3 separate regions of the Gossypium hirsutum genome follow, and all the other regions are linked to region 1. A link is a contact called in public Hi-C data. All regions are on one chromosome and are shown on one strand. Each heading gives the region's core, a stretch centred on a gene start, on an enhancer-like site or on the middle of the called end of the contact. The rest is flanking DNA. Distances are from core to core; before and after follow the strand shown. Region 1 has its middle 48 kb from the start of LOC121206583. Region 2 holds the start of LOC107918176 (dihydroneopterin aldolase 2). Region 3 has its middle 57 kb from the start of LOC121207798.

The links. Hi-C and Micro-C count contacts between places; a contact is called where the count stands out from the background.
Region 2: a Hi-C map of leaf shows a contact between it and region 1, with 3 times the contacts expected there. The contact joins the promoter of LOC107918176 here to the enhancer-like site in region 1. A contact is called at or near these places in 5 of 34 Hi-C or Micro-C datasets (all in leaf).
Region 3: a Hi-C map of leaf shows a contact between it and region 1, with 1.5 times the contacts expected there. The contact joins two enhancer-like sites. A contact is called at or near these places in 2 of 34 Hi-C or Micro-C datasets (hypocotyl and leaf).

What each region holds. Positions count from the first base shown.
Region 1 is chrA01:48,740,191-48,742,701 of Gossypium_hirsutum_v2.1, reverse strand. No RefSeq gene overlaps it. Among protein-coding and RNA genes, the nearest start is that of LOC121206583, 48 kb to the left of the region's middle. Within about 2 kb of position 1,256, at least 7 of the 9 cell types and tissues checked have an H3K27ac peak or open chromatin away from gene starts, as enhancers often do. A contact at or near this core is called in leaf, where this site is marked.
Region 2 is chrA01:48,957,151-48,959,661 of Gossypium_hirsutum_v2.1, reverse strand. It overlaps LOC107918176 (dihydroneopterin aldolase 2), which reads right to left and starts at 1,255. Exons shown (of 3, transcript XR_005925782.1): 1 at 495-1,255; 2 at 134-410.
Region 3 is chrA01:48,593,878-48,596,388 of Gossypium_hirsutum_v2.1, reverse strand. No RefSeq gene overlaps it. Among protein-coding and RNA genes, the nearest start is that of LOC121207798, 57 kb to the left of the region's middle. Within about 2 kb of position 1,253, at least 7 of the 9 cell types and tissues checked have an H3K27ac peak or open chromatin away from gene starts, as enhancers often do. A contact at or near this core is called in leaf, where this site is marked.

The DNA of each region.
Region 1 (2,511 bases), core at 7-2,506:
AAGAAATGGGTCAAGTTAGCATGTTGAAGCCTTTTTGGTTGGCCTTGGTCATGGCTATCTTAACCGTTGCCTCGGCACCGTGGCCGTCAGGAGCTGGAATCTCCGTGGGCATTTCCACCGCTACTATTGGCTTATCTTTGATTGTTTCTCTTATTACTTTTGTTTAAACATTAAAATTTGAAGGGCCTGTTTGGTTTTAATTTTGTTCTCACTGTAAATGTATTTATGAAATAAACTCAGAATTTTTAATCAAATCGGTATGAGTGTAAATTCAACAAATATTTAATTATTGAATCAGCTGAGATTGGGCTTCCTTTTTACCATTTCATTTAACCTTAACTTTTTACTGCACCGCATCCACGCTTTGATGTAAATCTGCCCCTACTAGCAATGGTTTTAGATAATATACACAGCAACTCAATTAAAATTTGTTATACCTTTTATAAGCGCGAGATAAGATGATAGGATTTAAATTTGTATCATTTAAATATTAAATTAAATTTTTTAATATTTTTTAAAAAATTTCTTAAAAATATTATAAAATTATTAAATTGAACATTTTAATAATAGTTCAAAGATTAAATTAGATATTAATCTTGACTTAATATACCATAACGGACAAGTGATTAAAACATTATAAATCAATAATATTAATGATTAAAATGTAACTTTTCATATTTCAATAGTAAAAAAATTTACTAAAAGTTAATAATATTTTTATAATTTACTCTTGTATTATTATAATAATATTCTTTCTTTATTTTTATTTTTAAATTTTTATATAAAACCAATAAAAAGCATACATAATTTTTTTCATCAACACTCTAATTTAATATTTACATAAATTATTAGTCGAAGCATCGGTATCGTTTTCTAAAGTAAAAACATCGCCGTATACTAACCTTTTTTTTGTGACATTAGATTAAAACGCAATAATATTTCTGAGTTGGGTTAATGCCAAGATTAGGTACACGTTTGTTTCTAAAAAAAGACTGTCGTTATTACCCTTTGTGACCATCGAAAGTTGTCGTTATTTTTTCACCAAAACAAAAAACAGTTGTCGTTATTTAATGGCGTTTATTTTACCCTTAATTTTCAAATGAAAATAATATTCCCTTTTTTCCTTGGGAAGTAAGAAAGAAATACAGCAATTAAAGTTTGTAGAGCAAGCATGGACCTTCTAGACCTTTTTCAGTCCCATTCATGTTTTCACTCGTTACCTTAGCCTTCTCCATTAAGAATGATGGGAGGCCTAGCTGCCGCCACGGTATACCAATGCTGCACACGGCACATGGTGTTGGTTAGGGTTTCACATTCATACAAGAGAACATGCCGCCAACCGACAATTACATTTTCAAACCTTGAAACAACAGCTATCATTGGCTACGTGTCGGCTTCAAACTTGCCGTTGTCCATTCTTTTCTCAATCATTTCATCAAACACCTACCGCCCACACTTTTGAGCTGTTCAAATAACCCCCCTTCTACAAGTGCTTCCACTTCATTTTTTTTTAGTTCATCTACCAAACCCTATATTCTTTCTATATATATGAAACCCCCACACCTTGAAAGGTTCGTATTGCATACAAAATTTGAGTTTTTATTGTTCTACCTTGAAAAACATTGTATAATTTTCTTTGTTAGTTTTCAGAGATGGCGAAAGTTTGCTTCTCTAAAGATATTTTGATCATGTTTATGGCTGTTGTACTCTCCGTCGCCACCATTGTATCAGCTCAGGACAGTGCAATGGCGCCTGCACCGTCAATGGACACTGGATCTGCCTTCTCAATGCCGGTTACTGGTGTTACCGTTACGTTGTCTCTTATTATTTCCCTTCTTGCTCTTTTGAAGTCAGTGAGTTACATAATTTGAGTGGTTGGTTGTGTATTGTATTGTAATATATGGGATTTATTTCTATTATATTATTATTATTATATTTTTTTTGTATCAATAATTTTTTATTTGTAATTAATAATTATAAGAAGGTTTTGGAATTTTCTGCAAATGGTATCTTTAGGTTGACAGGGTGCTGCGCCCTGTTAAACCCGTTAAATGCGTCTGTCGGGGTGTGTTTTTGCCACTCGCCCAATTATTTCACTTTATACTTTTTCGAAACAGCAGATAAATAATAGGTAAAAATATATATCTTTACATTTTGTCTCTATTATGTAAAAAAAAATTAATTTATGTATATTAAATTTAAAAAATAAAAATTAATTTATTTATATTAGTATAAGGTACACATGACATACGTAGAAATGGATGAATTTTTTAACGGATTAATTTACTTTTTAATATAATATATATGGACTAATTTATTTATTTTTAAATAAATAAGGTAAAATGTAATATAACTTTCAATATAAGAGCCTTTATGATACTTTTATTGTAATAATATTTTATTAAACACTGGTATTAAAGCTAATAACTACATCATTACCATAGCTACTGGGGCAGCGCATTCGACCCCTAAAATAGAAAATTTCACTATTAACTTTTAGAGTTTACAAGA
Region 2 (2,511 bases), core at 6-2,505, 220 kb before region 1:
GATATTAAATACGACCATAGGCATCGAACTTCAATACGGTCACAACTCGGACACATTCCATTACACTATAAACAAACATGAAGAAGAAAAAACACAAATACATTAATTTAAGTGAATGAGAAACCTGAGGTACCAAGCATGGATGAAAGATGATCTGTTACCACATCCACGTGACGGACTGCTCAAAGGATGATATATATTCAGGTCAGTTAGGCGCATCGATGGTTCTATATCTGATAATCTCAACTCCAAGGTAGTCGAGACAGCCATGAACAGCAACATGAGGCTTCCCAACCTTTACTCGAACTGCAGATATTTGAGAGTGATTTGTGAAGGTTTTTGATGCAATCATTTGAGCCACTGATTCCAAAAGATCATGAGATGGCCCTTCCACAACTTCCTTCACTATCCTATTACATAAAAGTCGCCAAAATTCTAATTAAAACCAAAACATAAGCTAAAAGATTCAATTCAATGTCTTTTCGGTTACTCACCGGTAAATATCGGTGTAACTAAGGGTGTCCGATAAGTTGTCAGATTCACCGGCTTTCCGAAGATCCATCCAAGCATCTACATCCACCAAGAACTTCTGACCCAGTTTTTTCTCTTCAGGCTTTACTCCATGGAAACCATGAAATTTCAAGCCCCTCAATATGATTTTGTCCCCGGTTGGTATTCCATTTCCAATACCTTCCATCCTCGTCACCTCCGGCACCCGGACTATACAGTTCGACACGATCCGACACTGGACACGGATCAGATCCGGCGAAATCGAAAGGAAAAAGAAAGGAAGAAGATACACGGCGGTGGCAGCGGCGTCGGCGATCGTCTACAACCTCTGATAAAGTAGTTGCTGGAGGAAAAGAAAAGAAAAACTGATGGGGAAAGCCCCCAACGGTAATCGGCAGTAAGAGATAAGAAGATCTTCTCGTGAGTTTACTTTTAGTTCCTAGGGTTTTTCTTGTCAATGAGGGAGTTTTTTTTTTTTTTTTTAAATGCAGATCCAGCCCATTTATTTGACAAAATAACAGTGGGCCAATTGCCAACAGCTATGACTAGGGTTAAAAAATGGTGTTAATAATGAAATACTTCGAGAGCTTAGAAGAGAACATGAAAGTGCTGAACGGAAGAAAGCAAATATAATCGTAACATCAAAATAGAAAACATATTACATGTCACTTCCCCAACGGTCTAATCTAGTTCCGCCTAAGAAAAGGAAAGGAGCTTTGGAGTTGGTTTTCAATGTAGCAGATAAGGATTGGGGTCAAGCATTTTACACCAGTCCCATACCTTTCAATTTTGTAAAATATCATTGATTTCGAAGTTGGGCTCAAAAGTTAGCAAATTCTAATTTAGCCAACTATGTACCTCTTACATTTGATCGACTTCGGATGCCGTTATGAACTCAAGAGAGGGCATCTGTTGATAGGCTTCTTGAACCTATACGAGACACATGGAGCAAAAGAACTTCTATATGTTCTAATGGCCGGTCTGATCTTCAACAAAGGCCTCTAATTAACATAATGGCGGCTTCTTTGGGTGGTGCAATGTTTATCATGGCTGTTGATTCAAGTGACAAAATTAAAGATGGCGGAATATATAGCAAGCTTGTTCATCCAGGGCATCGAAAAAATCACACCACAAAATGTCGTGCAAATCTATCCGATTTCAAAAGTACAGGAACGTTAATTGAATAAAAATTTCCTCATATTTTTTGGACTCCTTGAGTTGTTGATTGCTTGAACTTGACATTAAAAACTATCTGTGAGTATTTTGATCAATCATCTCACTATTCGGAATGCAGATGGGTGAATGATTTGGCGGATGAGGTGCGTGAAGTGAACTACTTTATCCTAGACCATAACTTGTCACAATCTATTTTCAATAGATATTCAAATGTGATGTTATTGAAGGTAGCCGAAACTAGATTTGCTTCTAACATTTTTGTGGTTGAAAGCAAAAGAAGCTTTGGAAAAACGATGTTGGACCTAGATTGGAAAGGGTTTAGGGTTAATGGAAAAAAAGACCCCATTAAACTGAAAGCAAGAAAACTCATGGATTTATTAGTTAGTGAAACATGATAGGACAAAATTAATTTTCTGTTAAAGTTCACACAGTGTATATGATTGAATTTTTCAGGGAAGTAAGACTTGATAATTAAGACTCAATGATAAAATAATAATAATAATAATAATAATAAAGAAACAATTTTTTATCATGAAGATCAAGACTTGATAACTGGACACTCAAAGGTTTTTAACGTAATTCAAAAAATTCTTGACGTTAGGTGGAATAAAAATAATATACCTATTCACTAAATGACTTATTCGCTACTTCCGAAATCTTATACTACAGAATGGTTTCAAGGTAGAAGTGGTGGCTTTCCAAGAAAAAGCTCTGAATGAAGACAAAGAAATTACATTCTATAGAGATAAATTGTGCTCTTAATGTACCAATTCATTTTTAATGATACCAGAAATGACAATTTTAGAATCCTGTTTTTTGATGATC
Region 3 (2,511 bases), core at 4-2,503, 150 kb after region 1:
GGCCAGATTTAAGGTGTTACAGTTTATGTAGTTAAATAATATTATACTTCATCTAATAGTTAAATAATCGGTCTATATAAATCCAACATTGAGTATAAATAATAGGATTTGTTAACTCGACTCGACTCAAATCGAAATTTTTTGACTCATTCGACTTGATTCGAAAAATTTTCAAATTGAGTTCGGTTGCTAAAATAAGATTTGTCAATTTGACTAACTCAAAATTTTTTGACTCGATTTGACTCGACTCGATCGAATACTCACCCCTAATTTAAACTTTAACTGAAGTTTCATTTCTTCTTGAGAATGAAGTTGACATTGAAAAGCTGCACCAACAAATGGAAGGTAAAAAGGAAAATGTCAATGGAAAAGTAGAGGAAGAAAGAGAAGGACAGATAGAAGTTGAAGAAGATGAAGAAGGGTTCAATAGTGTAGGAGGAAAAAGAAGATGAGACAAGCCAAGGAAGATTCGAACTTCATACCCAGAAACTCAAGAAACCAACCCCAAAAACGAGTCAAAGGAGAGTAAGGGTTAAGACAAGTTATTGCCAGATTATTTTTTATTGATGATGTGCGAGCCAAAGCTATCACTAGGGTTATCCAAAGAGGCTTGGTTGTACAGCACAAGTTTCACCAGATGATTACTAGAGAAGAGAAAGCAACCATTGGTTAAACAAAAGGACGATGGAGATAAGCCCAAAAGAATAACCAGTGTTGACTTTAATCCTCGCCCTATTTTTTTACAGCCACCTCGCTCCTTTTGCTCTTTCCCTACTACTACTCCACCTATGGATACAACAGTTGTAGCAACAGCCAATGGAGCTGGCGGCAGTGGCTGGCCACCCGGATTTTATCCGGCCCATTGGGTTTTTTCTAAACTAAGATTACTTTGTTTTGGATTGACTATTTAGAGAAAAATTATTTACATGGACATGAAGTGTAATACCACATAAAATGTTGCTAGTGAGAACGATTCAATGACTAAAATGTTTGATTATTATAGCGATAAAGACTAAAATTGTAAGTACTTTTATCTGACTAATCAAATTAAAAGCGATTAAAAAGTTACAATAAGAAATGAAAAAGAAGAAAAGTAGTTGGGAGGCCTAGTTGACACGGTGTACTAATGCCGCACGCGGCACATGGCGTTGGTTAAGGTTTCATATTCTAACAAGTGAACATGCCAACCGACAATAACCTTTTCAAACCTTGAAACAACAGCTAAGATTTGCAACGTGTCGCTTCAGACTGGTCACCGTCCATTCTTTGAACCATTCCATCAAACACCTACCGCCCACTATTTTGAGCTGTTCTACAAGCTGGTTCCGCTTCATTTCTTAGTTCATCTACCAAAATCTAAATTCCTATTATATATATAAGAAACCCCCACACCTTGAAATTTCAATTGCTTACAAAATTTGAGTAATTTCTTTTTCTTGCAAAAATTGTATATTTGCTCCGTTAGTTTTTAGAAATGGCAGAGCTTTGCTCCTTTAATGGCATTATGATCATGTTTGTTGCCGTTATGCTCTCACTCACCACCACTGCGTCAGCTCAGGACAGTGCAATGGCGCCTGCGCCGTCAATGGATACCGGAGCTGCTTTCTCGCCGATGGTTTCCGGTGTTGCGGTTATGTTCCCTCTTATTATTTCCCTTGTTGCGCTTTTGAAGCACTGAGTTACGTGCATTTGAGTGATTGAGTATTGTATTTCATTTATAGCATATTGAATTTATTATATTGGATTATATCTTTTATTTGTAATTAATTGGTAACGTATGATATGAATTCGTTTTGTTCAATTTTTGTGTTGGGTCTTCACTTCTATTGTTACCCAAACACTTTTAACTTCAATTTTGTATCGAAATAAGTTTTTTTTTTTTTTAATTTCCTTTTTAACTTCAGCTAGATTATATGAGATGAAATGCAGTATAATATAACTTCAAAAAAAAGCTGGCCAGCAGCCCACTGGCCTGGTAGGCTGGACCCGATTTGGTCGAATTTGGAAAAATTTGTTTCTATTTTGGATCAATCCGTCGTGAATTTGATTCAAATAAAAAAATATTTTTAAATTTAATTTTTATTATAAATATTAATATAAAATATTATTTAAAATTCTTTTATTAATATTTTGAATAGTGAAATTAGCTTTTAGGTTCAGCTTGCAAATGGAATTTTTTTTAAAATCAAACTATAATCTAACTTATGAACAACTCTAATTACTAAATTTTTAAAGATCTATAATCTTTTCGAGTTCACTACTAAATAGTTCATAAATTTGGAAAATAAAAAATACATGTTATAAATTTAAACTTTTATTTTGTTAAAAAATCTAAATATATGGTTTGAAAACCCAAGTGTTGAAAATTAATTGTTGATTAGAAGTAAGAAGCGTGAACTTTCAATCCCAAAAGGTTGGAAACACTGAAGCACCTAATAAAAACTATAATTTATAACAAGTTAGAACCTCAACTTTAAAGAAAAGCACTCATCTTACAACTTATCAATAAAA